Linked DNA regions of Anas platyrhynchos: region 2 is linked to region 1. Evidence: chromatin contacts called from public Hi-C data. All regions are on one chromosome and are shown on one strand. The core of a region is the stretch at or near the end of the contact, and the rest is flanking DNA. Distances in the headings are between cores, read along the strand shown. Region 1 overlaps DEPDC5 (DEP domain containing 5, GATOR1 subcomplex subunit). Region 2 has its middle 13 kb from the start of YWHAH.

Region 1 (4,993 bases), core at 1,641-4,140:
TTTTTGTTTGGTTTGAAAGCACCCAAGAAAGTTATTTTGCATGTATCTTTCTGTGAGATGCACCAATTCAGCCTGTAAATTGTTGATGTAATAGGGCTTATTTCAAATGCAGTTTTGTTTTTTCAAGAGCTAGTTTATACAAGAATGATAATTTTTTTTTTTTTCTGAATGCTTGTCCAGAGGGCTTTCCTCCAGGTTACAATTCTACATCAGCACAAGGGAACTACCTGGAGGCCATAAATCTTTCATTCAATGGTAAGTTGTGAACAATGGATGAAAATGTACAGAGGAGGAACCACTAAAGTAGCTTTCAATAAATGGGTGTTGACTTATCTTGTTAAGGAACTCTTGTCTGTTCCTTAACACCAAGTAAAGGAGCGAAATGTTAAGTGGTATAACTATCATTTTCTGCCTCAGAAGAAATTGTTTTTTAATGACTCTCATAACTAAGAATTGGGTAGTTTGGGCTTCAGAAACCATTTACAGAGCCTTGTTTGGATGAAACTTTTTTCTTCTAGCTGTTTATTTGTATGCCAACTTCTTGCAACAGAAGTTGGTATTTTTTATTTCGTAAGCCTTTCAAAAGTGGGTTAGAGCAAATGTGACTTTGGTGAATGAAGTTGATCCATCTTTTTAGCAGGGAGGTGAATTTGATGGGATTTCCAAAGATCTGCTCTTCTGTGATTCTTTACATCTGATATCTTTCTGTCCTCTTAATGGCTGTTCTGTTACTTGCATGAGACAGAGTACAATATGTTACTTAGTGATTAGCAATGAACTTTACCTTTTTGGTTTATGATGTAGGTTTTTTTTGTTTTCAAGATTTTTTTTTGAGATGTGTTTTTTTTGTTGTTGTTGTTTTTTTGTTTTTTTTAATATAACACTAAGCATATGAAAAAAATACTCATATTGATGTATCCAGTTTCCATTTTCTCTTCTGCCCTAACTACTATCTCTTACCTGTATCTATATTGACATTTATTGGTTGGACAATGCTACATTCAATTACTTTCACTTTTGCATGGGTTTTGTGCAATTTGCTTAATCCTGGTATTAGTAGTCACCTCCTTTGCTCTGAAAACTACAGCATCTTTTTCTTGTATTTTCTGACTCTTTTTTAGTGTTTGACAAGCATTATATAAACCGGAACTTTGATCGGACCGGCCAGATGTCTGTGGTTATCACACCTGGTGTTGGGGTGTTTGAAGTCGATCGCCTCCTTATGATTCTAACCAAACAGCGGATGATAGACAATGGTAAATAACTGGAGACTATTTGCAATTTTTATGAAGGCTAATGGTTGTATTTGGAAAAGCTCTAGCCTTTTCTTGCTCTGAAAAAGTATGTGTTGTAACTTTTGTACTCTGGAAAAGAGGGGTTACAGCTGGAAGGCTTGTGTCCACGCTTTGTATTGAAATGGCTAGATTTTTAGAGAAGTTGGGGGTATTTATTTGTGTTTATGATAGTGGAGCATTTCATCAGTCTGTGCAGACCTTCCTCTTGCAGGATAATCCTGCACCTAGTTTAGAAGAAGCACTTCTTATATGTCCCCATTGGCACTGTTGGTCTGCAGCCATACCATGGGATTGCTGGTTACCATTTCCGTTTTCAGTATGATTATATTTTTAAATTTGGTATGAATACAAAGTGGGGGTTCACCTCAAGTTGGCAGTCTTTGGATTAGCACATCAGTCCTGTTTGGAGGATAGCTGAACTCTACTGTTCTTTGTTTACAGGGATTGGTGTGGACTTGGTCTGCATGGGAGAACAACCACTGCATGCTGTACCACTCTTTAAGGTAATGCATCCTTCTGTTCCCTTCTCTGTTCCTAGTAGAAATGTTACTGCATTTGTGAATAGATAGACACAACTAGTTGCTTTGCCTTGGAATTTCTCTTACAGCTCCATAATCGCTGTGGACCTGGGGATTCCAGGTTGGGTGACGACTACAATATTCCGCACTGGATAAACCATAGGTAGGTAAACGCTTAAGGTTCCTGAGAAGATACCAATCTTTTGAAAACATTTCTGCTGTGCTTTCCTCTCTATACATCTGTTGAATTCTTTCTTCTTCCATAGCTTATTTCCTCTGCTCTGCTTGCAAAGCAGAGACAGATATTACAGTAGTCTTGCATAAGTAGGAGTATTCTTTTAGAACTCTGGTTGTCAATGCGGTATGTAAGAGGTGATAGGCAATTTGCAGAGGAAAAGGTCTTAATCTTAAGCTCTCTTTCCAACTAAGTTGTAGCCTTAACTATGCTCAAAGTCAGTCAGGATGCTTAAAAAAAATACTGTCACTTCAACTAAGCTGGTTATTAGTGAAAGTAAATACATCTCAAATGAACAGTTATGGGTAAAGAGAATGTGAAAACATGGGTAAATGTTGGAACAGTTACAGGAAACAAGCCTAATTTTACTTTGCTTTACTCCAAGGCACGGTAGGTTTTCTTTATGCTTTCTGTTAAACATGGTGTCATAATACTCTCTCTTCTCCCTACCGACAGAGATCAGGGCTCAGAATAAGAACTACTTCTGCAGTCCTTGTTCTGCAGTAGAACTTTTCTCTGCCTTTTAATAACTCATTTTATATGCATGCATTGACTGACTGTCCTGACCAATAATCATTCAAGTGTTGCTTATACCCAGTCTTTTCAAGTAGTTCGAAGGCATCTGGTCCTTGTCTAAGATGAAAGAGGCGTTTGAAGGCTTTGTAGAAGGGCAGGATTTAAAAGATTCAGATGACAAGAAACAGATGTTAAAGAATAAATTACTTCAAATGGGTGGAGGTCCTTAGTTTTCAAGAAATTGATGTGACTCATTACTGTCATGTAAATTAGGGAAAGAGTCGTGTGAACTGTGCAGTACTGTATGGATAGTGAAAGCTGATATCTTTCAGTAGAAAGAGGAAATGAACTGGGGAATGCAGATATCAGCATATTAGGAGGAGGTCTAGACTGAGGTTGTGTGGGAATCATAGATTCTCTCTAGTTAATCATTTGCCAGTGTTCTTCAGATGTCATGTTAGGCAAAGAGAGGTATCCTTTTTTTTTTTTTTTTTTTTCATTTAACAGCTAGCTCAAAAAGCTATGTAGTTAACCAGCCATGTTCAATTCCTAGAAGACAGCTGAACCACTCTGTCTTTCCATTTCAGTTTCTACACATCCAAAAGCCAGCTCCTATGTAACAGCTTCACTCCGCGGATCAAGCTGGCAGGGAGAAAAGTAGGTGTCTTTCTGATTATCTTTTCTTCATACTAGCTTGTCAGATCTTTTCTCAGCCAAGCATCAGAATCCTTCTAGCAACAATGGTCACTAAGTTTCTGTGTTTAAGAGACAGTGCAAACAAATTTGTAAAGGATTGTTGTAGAGATTGTGAATGAGGGACTGGTTTCTAAATATGTATAATTTCTAGGATTAAACTATTTGAGAAATGTTTTAGCCAACATAAAAATAGTTTAGTGCTTTAATGGCAAACTCTGTGGAGAAGAGGAAGAGTGTTGGCAAAGATGTTTTACACTGTGGTTTGTGACCGAGTATCAGTATTTCATACTTAAAATGTGTTATGGCTGTCTCACAGGGTAAGCTGGATAAATTCTAAAGTTTGATGCTTTTATCATGCTGGAGGATATTTCCTTAGAATATGCTGACTGTCTCCCTTCTCCTTTTCTCTTTTCTCTCTCCTTTTCCTGGTAACTTCACACTTCCTTTATTGGACCCTCCAGCCACTGACTGAGAAAGCAAAAAATAGCCGAGATGCCTGTGAGTAATCTTGTTCTGGAATGATCTGTCCCACTGACTCCTAGACTAACAAACAGCTGTAGTAAGACAATGGCATTAACAGCAAACCACTGTTAATAAAATGCTGGAAAGGACAATTATTGAAGAAAAACATGAAAACCACATAATCGTCATCCAGGATGTTAATGTGCATATATGAATTGCCTTCTCAACAGATAACTAATAAGGAGGGAGGCAGGAGTTTCTATCCTGACTGCTTGTCACCTGGGTAGAGAAATAGGTGGTGTCAGGCTGGTGAGCTAGCACTAGCATTCACGAGAATGGGACAGGAAGAGCATTTGCTGGCTTGGGATGCTGTCGGTGTTATGCCTACAGATTACAATGGAAGAAGCCTGCATTCTTCGTATACCACCTCATTTTAATAATGGGTGTGTTCTGGAAGGGAAGCAGTCCATTTCTGTAAAGTTGTTTTAAAAATGTGCAGTTCTCTCTGTGGTCCGAGGCATCTGTCCGTACAAGGATTTATTTATTGATTATTGATTTAATCTCATGGATATACAGGGAAAGATATTGGAGCCTCAGCAACTCTGATTCAGAGGCACAGACTTCGATACTTGAGCCGACATCTGCTCTAGCTGTTCTGATCATCAAACTGTTGTATACAGTTTTTTTCAATCTATGCGTTTTAGTGGTGAGAGTTGTATGCTTCTGCCATGCAGATCTTGAGCATTCTTGAAAGAGGTTCTAATGTTATATGATTTTATTTCAGCATTAGGGGCACCAAAAGATGCTGAGAATGCCCTGCCTATCCAGGTTGATTATGATGGCTATGATGCCCAGGTGTTCAGACTACCAGGCCCATCCAGAGCCCAGCGCTGTACCACTTTCAGGTAAGAGGACTGTGAATGTACTGGTTCTAGAGCAGCAGTGTTATGGTGCATTTCTTGATGCACAATGTGCTTTCAGAAAAATGAGGCGAATTAAGCTCCACAAGCTTACAGTTGAACAAAAAGCTGTATCTGTAACTATTACTGCTGGTTGTTTGGTATTGTATTTCTAAAACAACGTGTTGGATCTATGAAAAGGTGTATACATTCATTTTTTGATACATTTTTAATTTTGTCTGAAGAATGAAGTTAGTCTCCCTGGCTGAGTTTCCAGCTGATTTTTCGGGCAAAGTAAGAAAGTAGTTGTAGAAATAACATCAGTTTAATGCACTGCTTAGTAACTGGTGCTGAAGAGAGTGGTGAGGAATC
Region 2 (4,993 bases), core at 1,408-3,907, 68 kb after region 1:
ATTATGTGAGTAAAGCTTGTGAGGATCAGAAGACTAGTGCAACATGTGGAAAAGATGAAACTACAGAACCTTGGTGGGCTGTTGCATAAGTTCGAGATGCTTGACCTCCTCCTAAAGTAGCCTGAAGTGTGTACTTAATATGAATTATTGCTGTGTGCCTGTAGCCTATTCTGGAAGTCCCTTTTTCTTGCTCTGTTTGCTCAAACAGTGCGTGAGTCCCTGTTCCTTCAATTGCTGGAGTCTTCTGGCCAGTAATAACCTTTTGGACTTTACAAGGCTCATATATGGTGCTCTTACATATTCTTATTTCTTCCCTTTCAAATTTGCATACCTGCCACTGTGGAATCAAGACGAAACTTGGCAATGAGACTGCCTTTATGCATCAAAACACTGTATGTTTAATCATTATTGGTGATTGCTAGGTTTCTTTTTTTTTTTTTTTTTTTTTTTTTTGTAAGTATTGCTATCTTTTTGTTAATTCAAAGGCTAAGGAGTTCTTGTTCTAATTACAGTCCTGTGCAGCTTCTTTGTCAGAAAACGATGAGCATTATGTAGTGTGTGAGTCAGCAGGGCTGTGACTTCGAGGCTAGGCAGTTGAAGATTAGCTACAGCCTTCGTGCATACAGTCTAAAATGGAAACTAAAGGTGTTCTGTGGAATGGTACAGTTCCTGGGTGCTTTAGTCATTTCTGATAGGAAAGGTTATAAATTACAGTTATTAGGTAGTTGTGTTTCCCTGTTTTCTCATTGATCTGGATACACCTTTACTGGTTATCATGAGGTATGAAATTCCAGTTTGACATGGTTTACTGCCTGCTTTTCTAGAAAGGTGGATTCCCTTCTCCCAAGCAGTATAAATTTCAATAGATTAATCTGTTATAGCCATAAATACAAACAGATGAGAAGATGACTGGAAGATGTTAAGAAAGCTATGTGAAAAATTGGAGTTAAAATTCCTTCATTCTCTTGATGAATCACTATATCTTTTAACACATTTTCTGGTCGACTGAAGGTAGTTGACTGATCATTCATGAACGTAGAGGCCCTCAAAAAGCCGTTAAAGGCTATGGAAAGCTAGGAACACCAACTGTGACGTATTGCAAACAGGATTGAAAGTGCTTGCCCTGCCAAAGATTGCTGGTACTTGGAAACTATCTAGGTTTTGTACCAGATGTCAGGATCGAATAGTATAAGTAGGATGTAGCAACTGCCTTCTAAGAATTTTGTATCTCAAGCCAGAATCTTTAGAGGAACCAAAATACTTAAGAATAGTGAGCACTTCCTTATTGAATGTCCTGAGATAAAACTCACAAAATTATGTAAAGTTTGTCAGTGAACTGTCAAACACAGGTAACTCGCTGCCAAGTGCTCTTAGCAAAGGAGAATTTGGTGAGCAGGAGATTATCTTAAGTTTGTAGATTAGCTTCCTCTGAAACATGAAGCTTAAAATTCCTAATGAGGAACAGCTGGCAGGTTGTTTTTCCTGCAAATGGGTGGCATGAGTTTGTGCTGGACTGTATGCTGACTCATATGATTACTCAGGCTACCATCTCAGCATATTTGGGAGAGATCTAAGTGATGATCAAGTTCTGTTGAGGGTGATGAACTTAAAGGCAGGTGAGTGAAACTACTGTGTGTGTTCGGGTAAGTGTGCACAGGGTAACAGACACAAAAGTCTTACTGGTTTCATTAAACATGTGATCTGCATATTAGCTTTACAGCAGTGGATGCTTCCCTAAGGGGGAGGTGAATTCTTAAGCTAAATCTTCAAATAATCTGTAATCTATTTAGGAAGTTCTTTAAACTTAAATCTTATTACTCTGAGTGCTCTGTGGCATAAAAAACATTTCTGTCTTCGTTAAGAATTCATAAACTGAGTGTTGACAGTCACGGTTGCTCTGCATAAGTTAATGATCACAAGTTTTAGAAGTCTTCTCAGTTAAATTCTTTTACCTGCTTCTGCCACCAGCAGTATAGCAATGTGTTAGATTTTCAGTAGGAGAGCAGATAGCTTCTCCCATGTTCTGCAGTTGTCAGTTAATGATCCAGTGTCACATAGGGCATTTTCTTGTCAGTGTTTTTTGCTGAGTCAGTGGGCCCATTTTCTATAGCGTAGGAACAAGAAATGCTCTGAGGCAGTCCATATTGTTACCATTTCAGCAATTTTCATTTTTCTGGGCCATGGAATTGCTGTATGTTTTTCTGTAATCCTTATCATAGCAATGATCTGGATGAAAACAAGACGTGACTAGGGCTTATTGTTTATTGCAATATTCCTCAGTGAGCTGTGGGATTCAGATATTCTCAAATTGGTTATTTGTCTTAGGTGACCCACATCTCAAGTCTGTTGTGTTTCAGTCTCTAAAACCCCAGGCTGCACCCATCTCTGCAGACACCAGTTATTCACCAAAAGTGCTTAGCTGAAGTTTACAGCATTCCTCTCTGAAGCAGGAGTGGAAGGAGTGTAAAAACATCAGAACGCGCCACCCTATCCCTGGGATCTGTGTCTCTTTACACTGCCTTATTTCAGGTCTAATAAGATGCTTACCTGCTTACCAAATACCTGGTTCTGGATGGGAGTAATGTTTCCTTGATCTTTGCCATGCCTTTCACAGGCAAACTTTGCTGAAAGATTAAGTCACTCTGAGGGTCTTGATTTATGTAGTATGAGCAAGGTACATGGGTGTCCTTGAATTTTTAGCAACCTGATAGCTCCTGATGGTAAAGCAGCATTTTGTATGATTCTATATGAGCTTGAAAGCTAAATGATAATCAAACATTAATAGCATGTTCTTTACAGGGACAGAAATTCAGTCTGTGTCCTAATCTGCTTCAGTGCATTCAACTTTTACACAGATAGTTGCATTTGTCGCAGAGATCTCCAGCACCACCTCCCCCTCTCCTTTTTGAATCCTAACCTAAAAATGTGCCATTGCAACAGGAAACAAAACTTCTTAACGCTGTGTGTAGTAGGGGCCTTATTATACAATGTAATAGCATTGCAGAAGACTGACTTTTGAGGCAAAAAGCAGCTTTAAGAAACAAAGTGAGGTTGAGATCATTGTGGTTAACATGCACCAAAGAAACACAATTACTCTGGTAAGTAATCATGTTTTGCTAGTAACTTCTTTGGAATAACTGTGGTTTTGAAAGTGATTCTCCTGTGTTGCTTTTCCACTGTATATAACTTCTGTTTACTCTTTGCCATCCTTAGTACCACTACTTGTGACCCAAATGCCTAAGCTGGGAAGGACTGAATTTTAGAGCCAAATGTATTTCCAAAGGAGCATAGGAGTACTTACTGAACTACTCTGTGTGCTGCTTTCAGCAGCTGCAATAGGATCCTATACAATTGCCTAGAAAAGATTTTATGGTAGTACACTTCAGGTGGAGGGACATGAAATGACCAGCTGAATTTTAAGTCATACATGAAAATGACTTGAGAATAATAGCAAAAGTCAGAAGGGTGAAAAGTGATGTCAATACGTATTATTAAATACTCTGTCAGCATGGGGCCAGTCTGAAATTCTTCAACAAACCTGTTTAACAACAGAGAAAAAAAGATAAAGTTTAGATAAAAACTTTTTTAAAAAAAAAAGATAATTAAAAAAAAAAAAGAACTTACATGTTCTTGTTTTTTAATCCTATCCTATCCTAATAATTTGAGCTAATTTAACAGCTACAGAATGAGCTGTTCTTTTTTTTCCCCATCTTTGATTGTCTTTGATAATTTTACCTTACACAGTTTGAGGGTTGAATTAACACACTTAGTAGACTTTGGCCTTAAATCTGATCTGTTATGCTACTTACAGGATAACCAATCTATTTTAGACCATTCATTTAGTATCCTGAAAAAGAAAATTTTAAAAACATTTTTTATTTTTGCTTTTAGCAAAGATTGTTCTAGAGCTGAAGTGAACAGCCTTTTGTTTATCATTTTAGAATGAGTTTTTAGCATCTACGTCTAAATTTCATGAAACTGTATTCCATACCACATGCTAATTTAGTACCACATGGAAATTTATCTTTGCACACAAATACTTCTCGAACACAAGTGTATTTTAAAATGCATATATAATGCAAATTCTGCCTGGTATCTACTCTGGGAGATTTGGCAGACATAAAGGAAGTGAATGAGTTCCCAACAGAACCATATATTGTTATAATACTGCACATTAAAAATATAACATAATTGTATAAGCTGTAATTATATATACATTTTTAAAATTGTCATTGATAAACTAAAGGATTGACAATGAAGTTTTAATACATAATTATTATAATAAAATACTCTAAAATCTGTTACATATATATACATCTATTAAATAATAGTAAGTGAAAGTAGAAAATAAAGTATATGCATATATAAGTATCTTATAGTTCCTTGAGACCTTGAACAGTCCTTAAATTGATGGACAATGTACAACAGATTTTTATGCAGAGAATCAAGATCTGAACTAATTAATACTGTCAACGGAATTAATGAAGATTAGTTCATGTGTAGATGAGATCAAAATCAATTTATGCAGAAGTGCATTGCAATGTAAGCTCTGTCTTGCCATTACGCCATCATTTGGAGTGAAATTGGAATTGATTTCAGGACCTGAGTTATAAACTAAAAGCATTTAGATGTATTTGTGGTTCCACCCTAGCACAACAAAGGCCAAGAAGGCAATTTGTTAAATATTTGTTCTCTAAGGCAATTGAAAGAGATTGCCTTTAGTCATTAGTGTCAACCAGCTGCTGCAGTAGATCACTCTGTGCTTGGGTGGAAGACAACATAGTATTATTTTTCTAATATTTTGAAGTAAGGTTCTGATAATCAACAAATACTTTGTCACTGTAGTGATCAATAAGATTTTTTTTGAACATCTGACTCTTGCAGAGGGCAGAGACCAGTGGATGTCTGTAGTAACACAGTAATCAACCAACTGGTGTCCCCGCTGAGTGAAATGGAGAGTATTCTCTTTCTGTAATGAAAAACTGATGTTTAT

The links. A called contact is a pair of places that touch in the nucleus more often than the background predicts.
Region 2: a Hi-C map of skeletal muscle shows a contact between it and region 1, with 3 times the contacts expected there. The contact joins two enhancer-like sites. A contact is called at or near these places in 3 of 8 Hi-C or Micro-C datasets (liver, skeletal muscle and subcutaneous adipose tissue).

The regions. Positions count from the first base shown.
Region 1 is chr16:8,279,566-8,284,558 of IASCAAS_PekinDuck_T2T, forward strand. It overlaps DEPDC5 (DEP domain containing 5, GATOR1 subcomplex subunit), which reads left to right. Exons shown (of 43, transcript XM_027469689.3): 14 at 181-255; 15 at 1,122-1,256; 16 at 1,737-1,798; 17 at 1,903-1,976; 18 at 3,152-3,221; 19 at 3,722-3,758; 20 at 4,507-4,627. Among named protein-coding and RNA genes, the nearest start is that of PRR14L, 13 kb to the left of the region's middle. Within about 2 kb of position 2,891, at least 1 of the 8 cell types and tissues checked has an H3K27ac peak or open chromatin away from gene starts, as enhancers often do.
Region 2 is chr16:8,347,369-8,352,361 of IASCAAS_PekinDuck_T2T, forward strand. No RefSeq gene overlaps it. Among named protein-coding and RNA genes, the nearest start is that of YWHAH, 13 kb to the left of the region's middle. Within about 2 kb of position 2,658, at least 1 of the 8 cell types and tissues checked has an H3K27ac peak or open chromatin away from gene starts, as enhancers often do.